Linked DNA regions of Sus scrofa: region 1 is linked to region 2. A link is a contact called in public Hi-C data. All regions are on one chromosome and are shown on one strand. The core of a region is the stretch at or near the end of the contact, and the rest is flanking DNA. Distances in the headings are between cores, read along the strand shown.

Evidence for each region. Hi-C and Micro-C count contacts between places; a contact is called where the count stands out from the background.
Region 1: a Hi-C map of embryonic fibroblasts shows a contact between it and region 2, with 2.5 times the contacts expected there. The contact joins two enhancer-like sites. A contact is called at or near these places in 2 of 47 Hi-C or Micro-C datasets (embryonic fibroblasts and mesenteric adipose tissue) and 1 of 2 datasets of contacts at active chromatin or transcription factors (skeletal muscle).

The regions. Positions count from the first base shown.
Region 1 is chr3:52,313,317-52,319,775 of Sscrofa11.1, reverse strand. All of the region lies in intron 1 of IL1R1 (interleukin-1 receptor type 1), which reads left to right. Among named protein-coding and RNA genes, the nearest start is that of IL1R1, 18 kb to the left of the region's middle. Within about 2 kb of position 4,470, at least 9 of the 83 cell types and tissues checked have an H3K27ac peak or open chromatin away from gene starts, as enhancers often do. A contact at or near this core is called in embryonic fibroblasts, where this site is marked.
Region 2 is chr3:52,240,658-52,247,180 of Sscrofa11.1, reverse strand. The region is part of intron 1 of IL1R1 (interleukin-1 receptor type 1); the gene reads left to right. Among named protein-coding and RNA genes, the nearest start is that of IL1R1, 91 kb to the left of the region's middle. Within about 2 kb of position 3,225, at least 5 of the 83 cell types and tissues checked have an H3K27ac peak or open chromatin away from gene starts, as enhancers often do. A contact at or near this core is called in embryonic fibroblasts, where this site is marked.

The DNA of each region.
Region 1 (6,459 bases), core at 3,221-5,720, 71 kb before region 2:
TGAAAGGCCCTTCTTGGTTTTCCCGAGGCTGTGTCTACTGCTGTCATTTCTAGGGTCAGGAGACTCAGCACAGTCCCTGAGCTGGACCCAGGTGAATGGCTGATACTTCCAGGGCATTTGATGAATGTAAAGTCAGAGGAAGACACACTGATCCCCAAGCGAAAATGAATTTCAGGAAGGGCTCCCTTCATGCTGAGAAAATGGAATAACAATGCAAACTGTCATTGATGAGCCATTGTGCGCCAGGCCCTGTGAGATGGTTTTTATTTTTATTACTTTTAGTGATTAAGACACACATTCTATTTCAGCCAGACAAGAAACTAGAAGAAGTGATTAACGGCAAAATAAGCATCAGTTTATGCACACTGATCTGATGTAAAAAAAATGAGATTTGGAGACCATGCCATTAAAACCTGTTTTTAAAATACCTGTTTAAATTTTAAGATCATAATTTTAACAATGATGTTACTTAGAGCACTTCAGAGTTCCCAAACTGAAATATCTATTTATGCATAGATGTATATATTAAAAGGAACATATATGTATTGCAAAAACCTTAAAAAAATCAGAAGTGTATAAAGATAGAAATAAAAGCTTCTCTTCCCCTATGATTCTCATTTATATCTCTATCTTTAGCTCAGTTTACTTTTTTAACTAAATGGGGTGATAGCATCATTTTCCTGATAAAGGTACCTAATGGAGATTTGTACATTACACGGCCTATGCAGTGATCTATGTGTATATAGTTAATTGAAGTATAGTAAATTTACAATGTTGTGTTAGTTTCAGATGTACATCACAGTGATTCAGTTATATAACTGTATTTATAACTGTTCTCTCCCCTTAGGGGTTATTATAAAATATTGAGTATAGTTCCCTGTGCTCTACAGTAGGTCCCTGTTGGTTATCCATTTTATATATAGTAGTGCGTATCTATTAATCTCAAACTCACAATGTATTCTTCCCCCACTTTTCCTCTTTGATAACCCTAAGTTTGTTTTCTGTGTGTGTGAGTCTCTTTCTGTTTTGTAAAATTAGTTCATTTATATCCCTTAACAAATCCGCATATAAGTGATTCCATATTATATTTGCCTTTCTCTGTCTGACTTACTTCACTTAGTATGAGAATCTCTAGGTCCATCCATGTTGCTGCAAACGGCGTTTTTTTCATTCTCTTTTATGGCTGAGTAATACTCCATCATGTGTGTGTGTGTGTCTGTGTATTATATATAACATCTCTCACATACACACACAACCCCCACATTTTCTTTATCCTTTCATCTGTTGATGGACGTTTAGGGTGCTTCCTTGTCTTGACTATTGTAAATAGTGCTGCTATAAACACCAGTACATATTCTTTTGGGGGACCTACACTTTTTTAATCCCTTGCGCAGTATTTTGTTAAATGGCTGTGTCATAATTTATTTAACCAATTCTCTCCTGATGGCTATATCACGAGGCATTTTGCTGCAAGTTTCAGAAAGTGATTCAGTTTGGCTTCATAAAGAAAACTATTGGCTTATGTAACTGAAGTTCATGGACATGGCAGCTTCAAGTTGGACTTAATCCAGTGTTTCTAGCTCCGCTGGTTGTTACTGTGTTATCTTTGGCATTTGTTTCCCCCTGACCTGCCCTCCTTTGCAAGCTGGTTTTTTTCAGAAGGTTATTTCCCCTGGTGGTGGCAAAATGATTGTTACAGCAGCACCAGGCTTTACATTCTCTCCCCAGTGTTACAGAGGAAGAGAGGGAAAAGCTGCCACTTACAGGGCAAGCCAGAGTTGTGCCATTCATCCTGGTTGGACCCCTTGGCTCAAGTGTCCCCTCCTTGACCAACGGCTGGTCAAGGGTCATATTCCGTGGAAGCATCTGGGCCATACATTCTCCAAATGGGCCCCTAGCCTCAATCCAAATTCTTCAAAATCCCAGATGTTCTTTGAAAACACCAGCCTCGTACTGTATCCATAGAGCTATTTATTTGTGCAGTGACCAGTTTGGGATAAACTCCTAAAAATAAAATTGCTGGGACAAATGGAGCACAAGTTTTAGACTTTCCTGGATGTGGACCCTTTACTCTCCAAAAAAGATTTCAACAGTTTACACTTAAAATAGCTGTGCCTGGCTCCTTGTTATCACCGACTTGGTTATCAGAAATCATTCGGTCTCTGCCAAAACTTGTTGTTTTCCTATTATGCTAAGCTGTATTACTTTGGTTATTAGTAATCTTAAACATCTTTTTCATATTTATTGTCTGTTTTCCTTCTTCTGTGGACTGTTTATTCTTATCCTTTGCCCAGTTTTCTCTTGGATTTGTGGGAATTAGTTTAGTGTGAGCATTAACCCTTTGTTGGTAGCAAATGCTGCAAACACTCGCCCTAAGTTTTCATGTGTTTGTTAAATGTTAGTTTCCCCCCTCATTATATTCTTCATAAAAAGGTTTTTACTTTCAGGTAGCTGAAATTTTAAGTTCTTTTCCTTTACAGCCTCTGAGTTTGGTGTCATGCTGAGAAGTTCTGTGGAAGATTATGAAATTGTCTTTCTATGTTTTCTCTTTTACTTTTTTCATTTCAAGCTCTAATCAATCTAAAATGGGTTTGTGGTAAAGAGTGAGATGGAGTTGGGTTTGAGCCTTGTCCTGTCTAACCCTCCAGCCCTGCCTCCTCAGACACAGAGTGCTCTGTGCTTCTTCCTCTGCAGGCCTTGCCTTCCACAGGAGTAACACCAGAGCCACACACACACACACACACACACACACACACAGAGACCCACAGACACACACACACACACACACTCACATGCACAGAGACACACACAGACGCACACACACACACACACACAGACACACAGACACACAGAGACACAGACACAGACACACACTCACACACAGACACAGACACACATGAAAACACTCACACACAGACACACTCACACACACAGAGACACATACTCACATACACACTCTCACACACAGACACACACACAGAGACACACTCACACACACTGACACACACTAAAACACACAGAGAGACACACATTCACACACACACAATTACACATGGAGACATACAATCTCAACACACAGACACACACACGTACACTCACACACACACACACAGAGACACATGCTCACACGCACAGATGTAAACACTCACACATTCACATAGACATACACTCACACACAGGCATACAGACACACCCACCCACCAGGACTTTTCATGTCAGGAACAGACGAGGGCTTGTCACCCAGCCCCTATGTGTGCAAATGCAATGCCAAAGAGCCACTGGGAGGATGTACTCTCAGCTCGGACATGGGGGAGCTCCTTTCCTGGCCAGTCCTGAGCTTGACTCAATGGCTAATGGTCCGTTTGGAAACAGTTCCTGGGCTAGCAGGTATAAAACTCCCCTTCTCCCTGGGTCTGGAATATCATGATACCTTATCTCTCTCATTGTTTTTTTCTAAATGATCCTGTTTGATCCGGGCAAGGCCGATGGGTCTCAATCTTAAGAGGGAATGAAGATCAACCACTGGGAAAATTTAGCAAGAGGCAGATTCCCGAGGCCCCATTCCGGGGGCACTAGGTCTAAGGTCAAAGTGCAAAGACCCTGCATTTATTCATTGCTGAGGGACCCCCACCCTACCCCCATCAATTCATACGTTGAAATCCCAACTCCCAAAGATGCTGATATGAGTAGATGGGGACTGAGGGAAAGGATTAGGCATGAGGTGCAGCCTGCATGAGCAGAATTAGTGCTCAAGCAGAAGAGGCTCCACTGAGCTCTCTAGCCTCTTCTATAGAACCTTGGGGAAATGGCTTAGGATGCTGAGCACATGAGAACTACCCTGGGGGCCCTTTCTTGGATGTCAGATGGGTAAAATGTTACCTCGGTCTGGGCATTCTCTTGTCACTCCAAGGTAGGATACAACAGTGTTCTCTTTTAAAAAGCCACTGTTCATGATCAACAAATCTCTAAGCTCAAAGAAAAGAAGAGGGGCAGAAAGCAATCGGCCTTACTGGTAAAAAGCATCTTCTCTTAAACGGTTTCGTCTGCCCTTTCTCAGAAGCCCCGGAAAGTGACATCAGTGATGCCCATATTTTACGATAAGAGGATAGAGGAGAAAAAAGGTCAAATGATTTATTTGAGGTTAAAAAGCTCCTAAGTAGCTCAGTCAGTTCTCAACCAGTTGCACCAACTCAAACCCCATGTTCTTTTTACTTCATCAATGTTGACCAGTACTTGGTCTGCAGCTTTGCAATTTAACTTGACATTTAGTTCTTGGTCCTTCTCCAAGAAGTTCACATTTGAAGATTTTTGCTGGCTGTCTCAGTTATCTATTGCTTAGTCATCACGCCCACCCCGTCTCCACCTCCTTGTTTTGAAATCCAGTAAAATAACCATGTTATTGCCTCTCATGATTTTGTGAGTTGGCTGGGATCAGGCAGACAGTTCTCCTGCTCCATGTGATGTCAGCTGGGGCTGCAGTCACATGGGGGCTTCCTTGGGCTGGCAAGACACCGTATGCATCCCTCCCATGGCTGGCATCATGGTGAGAACCGCTAGAAGGCAGGGCTTACATGGCAAACAGTGGTGACAAAGCCTCCTTCTCTTTGCATCATCTCAGAATCTCTCCACATGGTCTCTCCACATGTTATCTCCATCTGGAGGGCTTATGACTTTAAAAAAAATTTTCTTGGGAATTCCCTTCATGGTGCAGTGGAAATGAATCTGACTAGTATCTATGAGGATATAGGTTCTATTCCTGGCTTCACTCAGTTGGTCGGGGATCTGGCTTTATTGTGAGCTGTGGTGTGGGTCGCAGACATGGCTCATCCTTTGTTGCTGTGGCTGTGGTATAGGCCAGCAGCTACAGCTCTGATTCGACCCCTATCCTGGGAACTTCCATATGCAGAGGGTGCGGCCCTAAAAGGAAAAAAAAATATTTTTTTCTTATTAATGTAGAATTGAGGAGTTGCCATTGTGGCTCAGTAGAAACGAACTTGACTAGTATCCATGAGGATGCAGGTTTGATCCCTGGCCTTGCTCAGTGGGTTAATGATCCAGTGTTGCTATGAGCTGTGGTGTATGCTGGCAGTTGTAGCTCTGATTTGACTCCTAGCTCGGAAACTTCTATATGCTACACCTGCAGCCATAATAAGCAAAAAAAAAAAAAAAAAAGAAAAAAAAAAAAGGTATAGTTGATTTACAATGTTGTTAGTTGCAGGTACACTGCAAACTGATTCAGTTACATACACATACATATTTTATATCCTCTTCCATTGTAGATTACTGTAAGATATTGGCTATAGATTCTTGTGCTATACAGTAGGTCCTTGTTGGTTATCTATTTTATAGATAGTAGTGTGTGTATTTTAATCTCAAACTCCTAATTTATCCCTCCCTCCCCTTTGGTAACCATACACTTGTTTTCTGTGTCTGTGACTCTATTCCTGTTTTGTAAATAAGTTCATTTGTATCTTTTTAAAATTTTTTATTATTTATATATTTATTTGTTTATTTTTGTCTTTTTGCCTTTCCTAGGGTCACTCCTGTGGCATATGGAGGTTCCCAGGCTAGGGGTCTAATCGGAGCTGTAGCTGCTGGCCTATACCACAGCCACAGCAACATGGGATCCGAGCCGCATCTGTGACCTACACCACAGCTCACGGCAGTGCCGGATCCTTAACCCACTGAGCGAGGCCAGGGATTGAACCTTCAACCTCATGGTTTCTAGTTGGATTGGTTAACCACTGAGCCATGACAGGAACTCCTGTATCTTTTTTTTTTAGATTCCACATATAAGTGATATGATATTTGTCTTTGGCTTACTTCACTTAGTATGATCATCTCTAGGTCCATCCACGTTGCTACAAATGGCAAGATTTTGTTTTTTTTTTATGGCCGAGTAGTATTCCATTGTATACATGTACCACATCTTCTTTACCCAGTCATCTGTCAGTGGACATTTAAGTTGTTCCATATCTTGGTTATTATAAACTATGAACATAGTAGTGCATGTATCTTTTTGAATTATGTTTTTCTCTGGATATATGCCCATGAGTGGATTGCTGGATCATATGGCAGCTCTATTTTTATTTTTTTAAGGAACCTCCATACCATTCTCCATAGTGACTGCACCAATTTACATTCCCACCATCAGTGTAAGAGGGTAACTTTTTCTCCACACCTTCTCTAGTACTTATTGTTTTAGACTTTTTGATGTTGGGAGCTAGTCTATTTCTTACACAGTAATTCAGAACACTTCAAAGTATAGAAGTGGAAGCTGCTGGATGTTTGTGAGGCCCTGGCCCAGAGTTGGCATAACATTACTCTCTCCACCTCCTGGGAGTAAAGTGCTCATGCCAGATTCAAAGGGAAGGAAAACAGACCACCCCACTTACAGAGGAGAGTGACAAACAATTTGCAGCCTTGTTTAAACCACTGCAATGTCTAACAGGGAGTGGC
Region 2 (6,523 bases), core at 1,976-4,475:
CGCCGACCGCATAGCCTGGGTCTAGGGCGCCTGTGTGTTCATCTCTGCAGAACAGGAACAGTCATGTTGCATTGGGGGCCACTGTGGTGACTCCCAGGCAGTCATGGCCATGTTCTCTTCCCCTTGTTGCATATGGAGCTATCCTGGGGCCCCCTCTGTCTTTAGGGTTGGGCTGCTCTGTGTATCTGGCCTCATGGCTGTGAGTCTGTGGGGCCTCCATGCTTCCATGTGACTGAATCGAGATGACTGCTGTATTCACATGGGACAGTGCCTCTCAGAGTTTGCCTCTAAAAGGCTGCTCCAAAGTGAAGAGTAGAAGTTCCCGTTGTGGCGCAGTGAAAATGAATCCAACTAGGAATCATGAGGTTGTGGGTTCAATTCCCTGGCCTTGCTCAGTGGGTCAGGGATCCGATGTTGCTGTGAGCTGTGGTGTAGGTCACAGACGTGGCTCGGATTTGGTATTGCTGTGGCTGTGGTGTAGGCTAGCAGCAACAGCTCCGATTAGACCCCTCACCTGAGAACCTTCATATGCCGCAGGTGTGGCTCTAAAAAGACAAAAGACAAATAAAATAAAATAAATAAATAAAATGAAGAGTAAAATCTCAATTCAGCACTCCGAGATAGCACCTCAAGGGACCCTTCTTTGCCTCATGTTTTATCTCTTGGAGACTTGACTTTTTTAAGAAAAATTTATAATGATTTTTATTTTTTCCATTATAGCTGGTTTACAGTCTTCTGTCAATCTTCTACTGTATAGCAAGGTGACCCATTTACACATACATGTATACATTCTTTTTTCTCACATTATCATGCTCAATCAGAAGTGACTAGATATAGTTCCAAGTACTATACAGCAGGATCCCATTGCTTATCCATTCCAAAAGGCAGTAATTTGCATCTATTAATCCCAGACTCCCAGTCCATCCTACTCCCTCCCCCTCCCCCTTGGCAACCACAAGTCTGTTCTCCAAGTCCATGAGTTTCTTTTCTGAGGAAAGGTTCAATTATGCCCTATATTAGATTCTAGATATGTGATACCATATGGTATTTGTCTTTCTCTTTCCAACTTCATTTAGTATGAGAGTCTCTAGTTCCATCCACATTGCTGCAAATGGCATTATTTCATTCTTTTTTATGGCTGAGTGGTTATCCATTGTGTATATATATCACATCTTCTTAACCCATTCATGTGTCGATATGCATTTAGGTTGTGTCCATGTCTTGGCTGTTGTGAATAGTGCTGCAATGAACATGCAGGTGCATGTGTCTTTTTCAAGGAAAGTTTTGTCCAAATATATGCCCAAGAGTGGGATTAGTGGGTCATATGGTAGTTCTATGCATAGTTTTTGAAGTTACTTCCATACTGTTTTCCATAGTGGTTATACCATTTTACATTCCCACCAACAGTGCAGGAGGGTTCCCTTTTCTCCAGACCCCATCCAGCATTTGTTATTTGTGGACTTCTTAATGATGGCTATTCTGACTGGTGTGAGGTGGTATCTTGTGGTAGTTTTGATTTGCATTTCTCTAATAATCAGGGATGTTGAGCATTTTTTCATGTGCTTGTTGGCCATCTGTACATCTTCCGTGGAAAATGTCTCTTCAGGCCTTTTGTCCTTTTTTCCATTGAGTTGTTGGCTTTTTTGCTGTTGAGTTGTATAAGTTGTTTGTATATTTTAGCGATTAAACCCTTGTCAGTTGCATCATTTGAAACTATTTTCTCTTGGAGACTTTTCTTTCCTCTTCATGATATATCCCTGTCGCCTCTAATACAAAAATCATAACTCCTCCCCCGTCCCCCCAAAAGTCTTCAGGGGAAATCACTACCCTGGAAAGATAGACTCTGAGTTTCCTGGCTGTCTGCAGCTTCTCTGTGAGGATGTGTGGATCTAGTTTAAGAAACAAGGACTCGGAGTTTCCTGATGCTACAGCGGGTTAAGGATCTGGCATTGTCACTGCAGTGGCTTAGGTTGCTGCTGTGGTGTGGGTTTGATCCCTGGCCCAGGAATTTTCACAGGCCGTGCCATGGGTGCAGCCAAAAAAACAAAACAAAAAATAGAAACAGGGACTTGTGTAAATAGAGAATTCTGAGATCTTTCCCACCATCATGTGTCTTTATAAGGAAGTTCCTTTTTGCTTCGTCTTTGAAGCTGGCATTTAGGGTCTTCATATTGACGGTGGAATAGCTGGTTGAATATTTGTAACAGGTGAAGATCATAATGACGAGCTTCATTTTAATACTGTAACCCTTTCCTCGTGCCTTTGCCCTCATTTTCTGTAGAACATATGGGTTGTGGCATCTCATGAGCTGAAGAACCTGCTTTGTGGTCCCTGCTTTTTCCAGGAACTCATCCACTGTCATGTCTTAGTTACAGGAGAATTAGTTGGAGCCTCATTCTCTGAATATTTCTCCCTTGTGTCTGATAGACTTGCAGGCCCTGTGGACTGAGGATTGGGATGAGAAGTTGTGTTACATGATGCCATCTGTGTCTTTGTGAGGCACTCAGTGAGGGGAGTGAGTTTGGGTGAGGTGGAAATGTGGAAAGTACTGTTAGGATTTCCTTCTGCATTCAAGCAGTGGGGGCTGTGCTCCTTCAGGCCCCTGGAAGAGAGAGGGGCCCTTGAATGCCGTCATCTTCCTCCCTTTGGGTTTCTGCAGAAACTTCCTTTAGAACCAGGCAAGAGCGGTCCCGCTCAGGCCCTGTGCTTTGGAGGGTTCTGCCCTGCTTCTCAGCCAGTCCCAGGCTCCTCTGAGAGCCATCAGATGGTCCAGGGACCCGGGAGCCCTGGAATTCCTGCCCAAATAGCCTGGACTGAGATTCTGGGGCCTCTTTCCTGGGTTGTCCACTGTGGACTCCACTGCCCAGGTGCCTCCCTGGTCTGCAGTGTGGCCAGCGCCATATTGGGATGTCTGTTCTCTACTTGCTCAGGGCCCCCACACTATGGCATGGAGCTGGAGGCAGGCAGGGAGGGGAGCCAGGCTTGGAGCTTACTCCAGATGCAAACTGCATGAGCCCCACTGGGCACTGCGCCCAGTGGACCCCAGATGGGACTGTGCAGCCTGGACACTGCCCGCCTAGTGCCAGCCATGTGCCTCTGCTGCCACTATCCCCAGAACTGGACCCACGCAGCACGGGCATCTTCATGGGTCCAGGGTGTCTGCTGTGGGCCACCTCCATCCTGTGCCTGGCCACTGACCTGGCACAATGAGGGGGAATTCCTCAGAAATGAGAAGGAAATTCCTCAAGGTTATAGGAAATTCCTCAAGAATAAGAGGCCCTTCATAGATGCTTTGTAGCTGCAAAGTAGGAACAAATGCCCTCCTCCCCCGCCCTGGGGGCCTGGGCCTTGAGGAAACCCCATGTGTTCTTGTGACAGCCCCTCTCTTCCCCATTTGTCTCTTTTCCTGCATCTGCACTGGCTGTGGAATTTCTTGCAGTGGCAGGAAAGTGCTGTGGGTGAAATCAGTCCTCTGGGAAGTAGGGCTTTGATAGGGGCCAATCCATTCATTGTAAATTCTTATATTGTAATTCTGTTCTTGTTGTTTAGCTCATGTTGCAATATCTCATTCTGGATCTAGTAGGAAACTGCTCTGACTCAAATTTGCATTTTCGCTTTATCTTTCATAAGCCAGTAGCTCCGTGTGTACATTCCATGCACCAAGTAGTCATATTGTGATGGACTGCTTTCCCGATGTTATCACCAAAAAGCAATGGCCCCTGTGTTTGGGGAGCTCCCAGCAGCTCACTTTTTCAGTGAGCGTCATAGAAGCCGTGTACCCTGTTTGCACACCATTGTGCACAGCCAGCTGGTGGAAGCGGGTGACAAGCCTAGACCTCTAGTTGCCCCAGGCCCCCCATGACTGTCCTGGGTCAGGCCTCAGAACCTCAGTGCACTGCTAAGCCTCTGCACGTCTGCTGGAAGTTGCTATGGAGAGGGTGGTAGCAAGTCTGGGAAATTCCTTACATAATGTAGGCATCACTGCACCGAGGTGGGAAGGGGGCCAGTGTGTCCCTGCTTGTTAATTTATTGGGGAGGTAATTGTCTTATTTTATGTGGAAAATTTATCTGAAAAATAACACTGTGGAATAAATCAGTGACTTTTTGTTGTTGATATTTTCCAAAAGGGTATTTTGAGTTTTACTACAAACCAGTTTCAGAACTTATCATGGGCATTCCTGTTGTGGCTCAGTGGGTTAAGAACCTGACTAGTATCCATTGATGTAGATTTGATCCCTGGCCCCACTCAGTGGGTTAAGGATCCAGCATTACCGTGAGCTGCAGCATAGTTGGCAGATACATCTGGGATCTGGCATGGCTGCGGCATAGGCCAGTGGCTGCAGTTCCGATTCAACCCCTAGCCTCGGAACCTCCATATGCCACAGGCATGGCTGTAAAAATTAAAAAAAAAAAAAAAAAAGAAAACAACAACAAAACTCACCATGGACTTTCCTGAGTTGCCTCTGGATAAGGGGGCGATGTTTACCCAGTATTCCTTCTGGCATTAAAGTGCTTTCCCTCAGGGCCACCTGACCCTCCAGGTGTGAGTGCCTTGTCCCATGCTTTAAGTAGCAGTCCACCTTCTCCAGTCTGAGTCTCAACTGTCTCCAGCCTCCAGTGATGGCTACCCTGAATGTCTGCTCTCTGACTCACACATGATACCCACATCCTTCCCTCCTTGGTTCTAAGTGAGTTTTGGTCTCTTTTTGATCCAGTGCAAAGATGGTGGGTGGGTGGATTCCCTCCCTCTCTTCTTCCTTCCCCTCCTGCAGTGTTTTTAGCCCTTAGCAGGTGCAGGATGAACAGAAATATGGGAGGCAGTGGGTCTGCTCTGTGCCTTTCTCCCATGACCAGGAAGGGAAGGCCAGGGACCTGGGAGTCACCCAGGGTGGCTACAGCCCTGTGTGCCAGCACAGACATCTGAGGCACCTAGTGCACAGCGCCTGGGAGAGCCTGTGTGCCTTGGCATTCTTGGCTGTGGAAGGGGAGGTGGATGTGCAGGGGTCCCTGGCAGAGGCTTTCGATCAGAATCCACTCAGAGCTGGTCTGAAGTCACAGGAGCAGCCAGCTGACTAGGAAGGACTGAATTCTGTGACAGTCCTGGGAAGCAGTGTAGAGGTGCCGCAGAGGCAAGAGGGCGCAGGGCTTACAGGTGGGCGAGGAGAGGGAACAGCCAGGGAGGTGACAGAGAAAGGGGTGGGTCCTCATCCCAGGAATCAAGAAGGAGGGGCGGTTTGTCGGCCACGTGCTGCAGAGCCATCCAAGGATGGGGTCTGGGGGAAGGTCCAGTGCTCTGAAAGGTCCAGTGCTTGGGTGTGGTGGTGGGCAATGCATTTCACAGGAGCCCAGAGAGTAGGCAGCAGAGAGCAGGCCCTTCAGCAGGGGATGTGAAATTTCTTTTGAAAAGTTTCTGGTGCAAAGAGGAAGAGGGAAAGTGAAGTGGTTAAGGGGACGTGGGTGATTGATGTCTTTTCAGGTTGCCTGGATTTTCCAAATATATCTGTGCCATGTGCCTGCCCCCTCCATTTAATTTCTCCTCAATACTGTCTGCTGCGGGATTCCCATCAGTTGCAAACACTCTGGATGTCAGGAGGGCCTTGAGTTGGGCCTGGGGATGGGAACATCTGGGAGACTTGTCTTTGATCTCCTCTCCTGTTAGGATTCACACGGATGAGCTCTGACGTCTGGATGCGATGCCCTGTACTTGCTCATAAGGACAAAGTGCATGACAAGAGTGGCACTTAGTCTACACAGAAGGTTTGGCATTTAATTAGGCAGTTTTATCCATTGGGCATCAAGAGACCTTATGCTGAGGCCTTACAGAGCTTCTCAGAGGCTTAAGGAAATGATTCAGACCTGGAAAAAAAATATTAGACTCCAAAATACTAAAAGTAAACTGCAATGTCAGGGAATGAATGGTGAAATGTCTACTGGATGGAATGGCAGGGCGATCCCAGATCAGCTTTTTGGAAGTTTATCTCAAATTACGTAATTTGGAATGCAGATGTTTTAATATGCTTGGTATAAAGGAGAATGAGGATTCAGAGAGGGTGTCTGTTCTCTTAAAGAATTTTTTTTTATTAAAGTTTACTTGATTTACAGTGTTGTGCCAATTTCTGCTGTACAGCAAAGTGACCCAGTCATACAGATATATATATTCCCTTTCTCACATTATATCCCATCAGTGGTTCATCCCAAGAGACTGATATAGCTGCCTGTGTTGTACAGTAGGATCTCATTGCCTACTCATTCTAAATGTAATAGTTTGCAGCTACTAACCCCAAACTCACAGTCCATCCCATTCCCTCCCTCTGTCCCCTTGGCAACCACAAGTCTGTTCTCCATGTCTGAGTCTGTTTCTGTTCTGTAGACAGGTTCATCTGTGCCATATTTTAGATTCCACATATAAGTGACGGCATATGGTGTTTGTATTTGTCTTACTCTTTCTGACTGACTTCACTTAGTATGAGAATCTCTAGCTGCATCTATGTTGCATTATGTCCTCCATTTTTTTTTTTTTTTT